3 separate regions of the Lactuca sativa genome follow, and regions 1 and 2 are each linked to region 3. A link is a contact called in public Hi-C data. All regions are on one chromosome and are shown on one strand. The core of a region is the stretch at or near the end of the contact, and the rest is flanking DNA. Distances in the headings are between cores, read along the strand shown. Region 1 holds the start of LOC111906861 (dof zinc finger protein DOF1.7). Region 2 holds the start of LOC111906855 (serine acetyltransferase 5). Region 3 holds the start of LOC111906828.

Region 1 (3,710 bases), core at 451-2,950, 360 kb after region 3:
TTGGGGTGCAAACCATAGAAATAGAAGTTAAGTTGGGTGAAGTGAGATGTTATTTTAAACTCTATATGTAATGGGGGTTTAGATGGTGGGAGTTAGTCCTCTGTTAATTTTGCTTTGTTATATAAGTAATGGTGTTGTTTTCTAATAATTCTGACTCTCTGTGGGTTAGAGTCATTAAAGCTTGGTATGGGTTGTTGGGTGGATTTGATAGGAATCATGGTAGAAGTGGGCGAAGGGGGGTATGGACTGGGATTTTGGGTGTGATCAGTCTGTTACATGACAGGAAAATTACTTAATTATATTCTATGAGTAGAGTTGTAAGGAATGGGGCGGATGCGCAATTTTAGACATATTTTTGGTGTAGAAACAAACCCTTTCAAAAACATTTTCCTAGATTGTCCGCTCTTATAAACAGTCAAAATGCGGCTGTCAAAGACTTCTGTTTATGCAGAATTAGAGATCTTCTTTGAGACGTGATATTCGGGGGTGGTGAACAGAGCACTCAACTTTAGACTTTGATGTCTTTGCTAGAGGAGGACACCATCACTTAATCATTAAATAGATGGAGATGTTATTTGGATTCGTCGGGTAATTTCACAGTCAGATCGACGCGACCGTAGATTGATAGTGTATTTTTCCCAAATATTAACATATAGGTGGAACAAGTTTCTTCCTATAAGGTCAACATTTTTGTTTGGCGTTTAGTTTTTGATTGTCTTCCTACTCGAGTGAACTTAAATAAAAGAGAGATTGACATTGACTCGACTCTGTGTCCTATTTGTTCTTGCCATTTAGAAGATGTCGATCATTTGTTCTTCACTTGTAATTTGACTTATGCGATATGGAAAAGAAGGTGTGTTTTGATAGACATGCATATTCCTTACTTTTCAAACATAGCATATATGTTTCAATGGATTGAATTGCTAATGGTGCTCCAGTTTAAACGAAAAATCTTGGAATTGGTTTTTATTTTACACTTCTTTGGGTTTGGTGGTCTTATAGAAACGCTATGGTTTTCCAATAGCAATAATATAAAAAAGCTTTCATGTTTGGTGATATTGTAGTTTTTGTTTTTAAATGGTTTTATCATAGAAATAATAAGGCCAAACATATTTGGATTGCATGGGTCAAAAATCTCATCATGTAATTTTGAACTATATTGTTCTTTTTTGCTAACATCTAGCTAGTTTTTTATTTAAAGTTTTTGTCGTTCAAAAAAAATAAACTAATGTTAATTTAGTCATGTCATGTCATGTTTGTCGTTTTTTTAATTGATTTATTTTTCATGTTGGTTAAAAAAACACGACATCATTCATATTGTGTTCGTATTACATAAAATGTTGACGTATGGTTTCTTGTCCAAAAAAAATACAACACAATTGTCCTATTTATCACCCCTACCCGTACCTAGTCTCAAATTCATATGTTAGTCCTATGATTTTTACTCATGTATATATTTTCACTTTGACTTACCACACTCGTTTTCTTCATTTCCAAACCCTCGTTCTCACACATGCCGGACACCATCTATATGATGCATTGGCTCAACCGAAACATGAATATTTCTCTACTCCCATTCCTACCCCCATTTTAATAGGATTGTGAAGTATGTTATTGTTGTTTAATTATATTATATACCTTATTATTATTATTCAACAAAATATATAAACGGTTATACCAAAGGGCAAAGGCTTAACTTCTCTTGAAAAAAATTCATAGTAGCCGACGCACCCCATTGGTTTAAAGCCGGAATGTTTGACTTTGAGTGAGTCATGTGATGAAGCTCATCATGAGGGAGAGGAGACTGGTGGTGGTCGTCATTTTCACGCGGACACCCATCGCCATCTTTAATCCAACCTGATAAATTCATCTACGTTATCTAAAAGCGCCCCAATAAAATATCTTCCATCGTTCTTTTCTCTCGCCAATCCAATTTCCCAATTTTATCAAACAACATATGCTTCGATTTTGACCCAAAAATGCATCAGGATCCATCGACCTACTCTTTGCCGATGACTATGAACCCTCAGTTTCCAGAGCACGAACATCTTGATTGCCCTAGATGCGAATCCAGCAACACAAAATTCTGCTATTACAACAACTACAATCTCTCGCAGCCTCGCCATTACTGTAAGAACTGTCGACGTTATTGGACCAAAGGCGGAACTCTCCGTAACATCCCAATCGGTGGTGGTACTCGTAAAACCAATAAACGATCTTCAAATTCCAGTAAACGTCCTGTTAGTTCTTCGTCTCCTGATTCGCCTGTAACAACTCCACCGCCGCAGCCACCGCCTCCGCCGCCGCCAGCTCATTTGAAGCCAGAACCCTTACCGATTTTTGGGTTTGGTAATAACCAAAGTAAAATAAACGGTGAAAGTTTCAACTCGCTGTTGAGATTGAATCAAGGGGCGCAATTTGGGGGTTTTGTAGATGGGTTGAAACCGAATATGGGTGATGAAGCTCGAGAGGATAGATTGGTTGGAACTCCGGTGGCGGAGTTATTCCGGAGGGACTATTTGAGTATGAATAATGATCATAATCAGAGCGGAAGTGGAGGCGGAAGAGGGGAATCGAGCAGCTGCGACGGAGGGAATGGGTGGCCTAATCTTTCCATTTTCACGCCAGGTTCCGACTTCCATTAGATTTTGAATTCGACTTTTCAGAAATATTTAGAGATCCTGAGAATAATTTTGCTAAAGTAATCTTATTATTTGGATGATTTTGTTTGTTGTAGTCAATTATGGTTTCATGGAGTCATCCAAAATTGTGGAGATATAAATTATAGTTATACGAATAATAATAATTATCATTCATCAAACACAACACGTATAACTGAAGTAATAACTTGAAGGATTTAAAGGGCTTGTGAGTTTTAATTTTCTTCCTTTTTCTGTGTTTATTTCGTATAATGAAAAAAAAAATTTCATTTAATATACAAGTAGCAAACGATTCAATTTAACCTTTATGTGTTTTTGATTCTTCGGTACATGGACCCGTTGACAAAGTGACTTTTTTTTGGATAATTACGAGATACAACTTACCACTAAATTCACACCGGTTGTTCAAAAGTCAAAACCTATCGCTTTAATCACGTATCGCTGGTTAATGTTTTTTGTTCACAATTTATTATTCTATTTTTTTCGTACCCAATTTACTACAGTATTAAACTATATAAAGGTCATTTTCTTCGACCAACACCATCCGATCCCACCACCAATGTCCACCTCACATGGCCAGCATCCACCTCTAGGAACAAACTTCGTCTTCCATTATCTTATGGATCCCGATGAAGGTTGTGTAGGCCAGAGAAGATAAATAGAAAATTAATGATGGCTTAGAAAGATAAAAGTTACTAAATGTGTAGCAAAGTTAGTTTAATGATAAATCATATATAAATTGTGATATTGTGAGTGTAATGGTGTTTTTTAACATCAAATGGTAGTTTAATAGTGTTTTTGAATATGTAAATTGGCTAGGCCTCCAATGGTATGTCAAAATGATATTTTCTTGAACACCAAATGCAAGTTTAATGATAAATCTTGTACCCAAAAAAATGGTTAATGCTACAAAATTCATTATATATACAATATACAACATTGTTTTGTTTTAGCCCTAACTTTATTTCTTGTTCCTCATTTGTTATTATATTTTAGAAAACTTTTCATTTTCGAGCCCTTAGTTGGTCACCAACAGGTCATGATGACGTG
Region 2 (3,485 bases), core at 755-3,254, 320 kb before region 3:
CAAAGTGTTTAAAAACCAACTTAAGCAAACAATTATAGTCTAGCATTCTTTTATTAGGGTTTTGATATTCTGTGTTGCTTTCATTGCTTTTGGTGTTTTTGTTATTTTGATATTGTATAATTATAATCATATGAGGACATTACCCTAATTGGTTGAATGTCATTATAATTGGAAGTTTGGAATAGGTATGTAGGTCTTTGTATGTTTTGATATGACGAATGAAAATAAAACAGTTTCCTTTTATATGAAAATGATTGATTGTGGTTTGGCTTCAAAATAAATAATATGCTTTTTACCATTATATAATGTATTGCCAAAAATATACCAAACATGTCACATAACGCAACCAAGTTCCAGTCGAGTTCACGACATTCCAATAAAATAGTTCCATATAACTTCCAATTGAGTTTATGACATTCCATGTCAATGCAATTTATACCTTTAGGGAGTGTTTGATATGTAGTATAGAACCGGCTACACTAGACAAGACCCAATTGACTATTTATATAACGTTTGACAAAAACAGAATGAGTCTGAACAAAATTTCATAAACTATTTCTATTCTTTTAGGGTATAATACTTATAAGTATATATATCCTTAAAAACTTTACTAAAATTATAATAACTTTATTAAAAAAGAGTGGTCTCTCTTTCATAGATTGGATTTGCTTTTTTTTTTTTTGGTCAATTGCTATCGGTAAACTTTAAGAAAAAAAAATTAAGATTGTATGTGGAATAGATGATTATCGGTCATCATGAATAAGAATGATAAGATGTATTGCGTTTGTAAAGAAAAAAAAAAAATATGATAAGAAAAAATATTACAAGAGGAAGAGAAGGTGTGGGGCAAAGAAAGAAAAAACACTAGAACAAAAATAAAATAAGGAGAATAGGCATTATTTTAAGGTATTTTTGTCAAATATTTCTAATTGTTCCACATTTTTGGATGAGACTAAAATATTAACAATTAGTCCCATTTGACTTAGTCAATAACCTCTTTAGTTCTTGTTCCATTCCTACTAAATACCCTTTGAACAACATTGTTCCGTTTTATTCGGTTCTGTTTGTTTCTATTTCATCCACTAAATGTTACATTAATGGTGGAGGTGGCACACATGGTGCTTAAAAAACCGCTTATTGAATTCATTAACTCTCACTTGCTGTCAAACATGGTAATCAAGACATATCACATATGCTTAGTGACTGTTCGACGAAGGTCTTTGAGTTCTGAGGTTGGTAAGGCCTCATAAATCTTTAAACGAAAAATTGAAGTCCAACATTGTAACACCCCTCCTTAGGGGCCCATTTGTAAAACATTTTCAAAACAAAGTTTAAACTCTTAAAGTTCAAAAGTTTCAAGTTTTGATGTGGAGAAGTTTATCAATCCCAAAATTATAATTAAAGTTTCAAATTGTTCATTATGTATTATAACAAAGGTTAAGTTCCCCACAAGCTAGGGTATTCTAAAATCCATGTTATCTTCTAAACACCAAGTTTCTCAATTTGAACATACATTCAAAATAAATTAAGACATAAAATGTCTAATAAATTACCCGAGGAAAAGGATACAAAGGAAATATGTCATGTCTACTCACAATATGTATCGTTGTATGTTCAACACTAGTCGATGACAGTCTTTCTGGACGGATGTTAGGTTACATAAGGTTTGACCCTTCACCCATATATATTTCCTGATTATCAACTGGGATACCTCTTTTTAAGGTTATATAGTTTAGAGGTTTATTAATAAAATTGTTTTATGAAAACATAACTTAAATAAAAAAATCTAACTTTTATTATTTGATAGTTAATATTTAATAACTTAATATAATTAGATATTCAAAAACTCATGGATAAGGTTTAAAATGTCAATATGCTCCATACCATGGTATTTAAAATACAAAATAAAAGTATGGGACGAAGGGCATTAAAGTAAAAGAACAATAATACCTGATTAGTGAATGGTATATGCTGTATCATTTTATACTATGACCGTACAATAATCCGGTTTGGGCCACACCCACACCCACCCACCCACATATTCACACACACTTCCGCCATCTCAAGATGCCGGTTCAAGAACGGAACGCCACATCGCAGTCCACAATGTCATCATCGTCTCCACAAACCGCCGTCAACGGCAGAGATAACGAATGTGACTGGGTCTGGAATGAAATCAAAGCTGAAGCTCGCCGCGACGCCGAATCGGAACCAGCCCTCGCCAGTTACCTCTACTCCACCATCATCTCCCACTCATCTCTCACACGCTCTCTCTCTTTCCATTTAGGAAACAAACTCTGCTCCTCCACTCTCCTCTCCACCCTCCTCTACGATCTTTTCCTCAACACCTTCTCCTCCGACCCATCTCTCCTCTCCGCCACCGTCGCCGACCTACGCGCCGCCCGTCAACGAGACCCTGCCTGCATCTCCTTCGCTCACTGCTTATTAAACTACAAAGGCTTTTTAGCGATCCAAGCCCATCGTGTTGCCCATAGACTTTGGGCTTTAAACCGGAAGCCTATAGCACTTGCGTTGCACTCACGCATAGCGGATGTTTTCGCGGTGGATATCCACCCTGCTGCTAGGGTTGGGAAAGGGATTTTGTTGGATCACGCAACCGGTGTTGTGATTGGGGAAACGGCGGTAGTTGGGAACAACGTATCGATTTTGCATCATGTGACGTTAGGTGGCACCGGAAAGGTAGGTGGCGATAGGCATCCGAAGATTGGGGATGGAGTTTTGATCGGTGCTGGTGCGACGGTTTTGGGGAATGTGAAGATCGGAGAAGGGGCGAAGATTGGGGCGGGGTCACTGGTGATGATTGATGTTCCACCGAGGACGACGGCGGTTGGAAATCCGGCGAGATTGGTTGGTGGGCAAGAGCAACCGAAGGTGCACGAGGATGTGCCTGGTGAGACGATGGATCATACGTCGTTTATCTATGTGATTTGAGGTTTGTTTTAGATTTACTGTAATCTGGTATTACTATGATTGTGATTAGGGTTTTGATTATTCATGGCTAAAATTCATGGGAACCATCGCTAAATTCACAAGTAATGTTCTTTTTATTTTATACTTCAACATATTTTCTATCTTAAAATTTGTCATGAAATGACCGATTAAATAAAAGAAAAATTGTTTGTTGGTATGCTGTACACACAATGATTTAAAGTTTTATTTTTGGGATGTCGATTAAACTAACCATTTAAAAAGATGGTTACTAACAAAAATGACTAATTATTTATTTTTGTGATAACGATCTATTTTGGAAACGTTAGTTCGTAGTACCATTCAGAATTCCCGACTCTATCATTACGAAGTAAGATAACTAGTTGTGTTTTGGTGATTATTGTAAATCCAAGCCTAAGCTCTGTATTTTCTAATACATTAGCATATACCCGAATACGTTACAATTAAAAAAGGCAATAAATCAATTTGTATGTATATATATGAGACTTGCTATATAAATATTAGGGTCAATGAAC
Region 3 (3,513 bases), core at 400-2,899:
TGTAAGTAAATTAAAAGGTATATATAATAACGAATATATTTAACGCATTGACCTATGTTTAAATCATGATTTTATTTTATACTGTGCTCATTGAGGTTCGCTTGTAGTGATTCCAGCCTCCAGGGCATGATACATCTACTTTATACTGTGGTCATTGATGTTCGCTTGTAGTGACTCCAGTCTCCAGTGCATGAGACATAGCCTCATGTTTGCAGTGAAAGATTAGTCGGCGAGTGAAAGTTGGTCCGGAAACCCTCGTTAAAAAAGTTCTCTTTCCATAATAATAATAATAATAATAATAATAATAATAATAATAATAATAATAATAATAATAATAATAAAACAAAATAAAAGGTATATTTGAAAAACAATTAAAAAAACTTTATAAGCTTGTCAAACACTTTATTGAGTATTTTTTAAACTATATTATAAGTTTATAACCATCATTTTAGTTTGTCAAACATTACAATATAAAATAAATGTTTGAAAATATAGTCTTGTTTTCGTATCATCTGGATATCTAAAATTTGCATTTACTTGAAGTGTTCAGATTTCTGGAATTTTATTGCTTTTCCACTAGGAAAATAAAAACCAATAGTTATGAATAGAATGTTGAACAATAGTAAAAAAAGTTATAAAGTGGGAAGATTTTGGAATCACTCACACCGAAAGAATTCTTAGAACTCTCTTAAAATGGTTCTTAACATTAAATTCAATTAATTTACATGAGGCTTGTCCTCATTCCAATATATATATATATATATATATATATATATATATATATATATATATATATATATATATATATATATATATATATATATATATATATATATATATATATATATATATATTAAACTCCAATGAGTAAGTTGAAATAAGATATAGTAAAAAATTGAATAATGTATATGTAATCTTAGATATTTCTTACTTTGAATATTGTTTCTTCTATTTATAGTATGATGACATGTATTTTGATGAGACGGTTATACATACGTCATTATTATATTATTATATGTTTAAAATGATAGTACACTGCATTTGTCTCAAATATGGAATCGTAGACACTACATGGGTCTCAAACTCTTTGTGGATCTTGGAGGATGAATGATCGTTTATCGGTTCTTCATTGATGTTATGCTCTAGAAAGAAATAAATCATGTTCTTATTTATGAAATTTTTGTGGGATTCATTGATGCCTATTTAAATATATCTAAATACTTTAAATGTTTTGGATCATTGGGTTTTTCTATCTTTCCACTAGGAGAATTTGATTTTAAGGAAGTTTAAAGTAATAGTTATGAAAATGTATTAAATAGAAAAACATTAAATAATAAAATATACTTATTAATTTATTTTTTCTGCTTAAAAATAACATCAATATCTGCTCGTTGAACCAACGATGATCTGTGTGTTCTAAAGTTTTTGGATCTAAGAATCGCTTGTAGTTTGGGGATTGTTTGTCGAAATCCAGAGGTTGATTTTCGACAACCTTTACCCGACCGTATTCTTCCAGTCCCAAGAAATATACTCCATCATTCCAAAATTATTGTCCACAAACAAAAAACACACATATTCGTGAAGAGATTGGTCAAGATGTTTTTGCTTTACTAGTTGATGAATCTAGTGATGTTTCAAAAAAGGAACAAATGGCTATTGTTTTGCGTTATGTCGATAGTCTTGGCTTTGTGAAAGAAAGATTCATAGGATTAGTGCATGTGAAGGATACATCTTCTTTGACACTCAAAAACGCCATAAATGAAGTACTTACAAGTAATAAGTTGAGTTTTAGTCACCTAATTTATTCTTTACTTTTTTGTTATTTCAATTTAATATATATATATATATATATATATATATATATATATATATATATATATATATATATATATTAATTGTTTTAAATTTTAATAGATAAGAGGACAAGGTTACGATGGGGCTAGCAATATGCGGGGGGAATTCAATGATTTGAAAGCTTTGATATTACAAGAGAATGACACGGCTTTTTATGTACATTGCTTTGCACACCAACTTCAATTAGTAGTTGTGGCTGTAGCAAAGAAGCATGATGGTGTTAGTGACTTTTTTGAGCAAATTTCGTTGGTGGTTAATGTTGTTTGTGCCTCGTGTAAAAGAAAAGACTTACTACGAGAGCAAGCAAGAGAAAGGGTGCAAAAAGGCTTGTGTAGTGGTGAACTTGAAACCGAAAGAGGGTTAAATCAAGAGACAACACTTGTTCGAGCGGGAGAAACAAGATGGGGTTCACATTTCAATACACTCACAAGCTTGATGAAGTTGTTTGCGGATGTTCTTGTAGTTTTAGATTTTGTGAAAGAGGAGGGAGGATCATTGGCAAACGGTCAACAAGCATCTGAAATCTTAGCATATTTTAAATCATATGAGTTCATCTTTTACTTACATATGATGTATGACATTTTACACCTCACGGGTACATTGTCAAAGCAACTTCAAAGAAAAGATCTAGACATTTTAGAAGCGGTTTCGATGGTTAGAGGGACAATGGAGGCATTCTAATCTTTTAGAAACATAGGGTTTGCTAGCATTTTGCCAAAAATATCATCTTTTTGTCAAACACATGAAATTGATACTTTAGATATGGAAGAGTTGTATATTGGTGCGAGAAAACGTAGGACTACAAAGACTAATAAGTTTCATTTTGAGGTTGAAATCTTCAACATGGTGGTAGATATGCAACTTACAGAATATCAGGATCGATTTAGTGAAACAAGCACCCAATTACTAGAATACATGGGGTGCTTTGAGCCCTTGTGATTCATTTGCATAATTTGACAAATCAAAGTTATTGAAGTTGGGTAAGTTATACAAGTATGACTTTGATGATTCAGATACGATAGACCTTGAATGACAACTTGAGATATTTTATCACTCTTGCATCAAAGATGAGCGCTTCACTAGTTTGAAGGGAATTTCCGACCTTTCTCGTTTGATGGTTAGTACGGGGAAGCATCGGTCTTATCCTTTGGTTTATAAGCTTTTAAAGTTGGCTTTGATATTACCCGTAGCAACCGTAAGTGTAGAAAGATGTTTTTCAAAGATGAAGCTTTTGAAGACCGACTTGCGTAACAAAATTGGCGATGAATTTTTGAACAACGCATTGCTTTGTAATGTCGAGACCGAAACACTTGCGAAAGTTGAGAATGAAAAAGTAATGGAGCGGTTTCAAAAGATGTCTGTACGAAGAGGACAAATTTAAATTCTAATAGATCGTTGTTATATTATGTTTAAGCATAAAAAAAATTGTATTAGATGTTTTATATTATGTTTGACCAGATTTTATTTTTAGTGTTTTATATTATGTTTGACCGGAAAAAAAACTTGTGCAACCTCTACTAATAATTCCTGCGTCTGCCCCTGCGCTGAAGATCAAGTTAAAGTAACATGTACAGGAAAGATTGATAATGTATATATAATTATACTAGTTTATAACCCGTGAGAACCACGGTTATAAAATTAATTAAAATGATTAAACAA

Evidence for each region. A called contact is a pair of places that touch in the nucleus more often than the background predicts.
Region 1: a contact with region 3 is called in a Hi-C map of seed, with 6 times the contacts expected there. The contact joins the promoter of LOC111906861 here to the promoter of LOC111906828 in region 3. A contact is called at or near these places in 2 of 4 Hi-C or Micro-C datasets (leaf and seed).
Region 2: a Hi-C map of leaf shows a contact between it and region 3, with 5 times the contacts expected there. The contact joins the promoter of LOC111906855 here to the promoter of LOC111906828 in region 3. A contact is called at or near these places in 2 of 4 Hi-C or Micro-C datasets (leaf and seed).

The regions. Positions count from the first base shown.
Region 1 is chr4:170,206,379-170,210,088 of Lsat_Salinas_v11, forward strand. LOC111906861 (dof zinc finger protein DOF1.7) reads left to right here and starts at 1,701. Exons shown (of 1, transcript XM_023902637.3): 1 at 1,701-2,741. The coding sequence starts at 1,980. The coding sequence ends at 2,645.
Region 2 is chr4:169,524,264-169,527,748 of Lsat_Salinas_v11, forward strand. It overlaps LOC111906855 (serine acetyltransferase 5), which reads left to right and starts at 2,005. Exons shown (of 1, transcript XM_023902631.2): 1 at 2,005-3,035. The coding sequence starts at 2,068. The coding sequence ends at 2,952.
Region 3 is chr4:169,843,087-169,846,599 of Lsat_Salinas_v11, forward strand. LOC111906828 reads left to right here and starts at 1,650. Exons shown (of 2, transcript XM_023902606.2): 1 at 1,650-1,763; 2 at 1,915-2,535. The coding sequence starts at 1,650. The coding sequence ends at 2,535.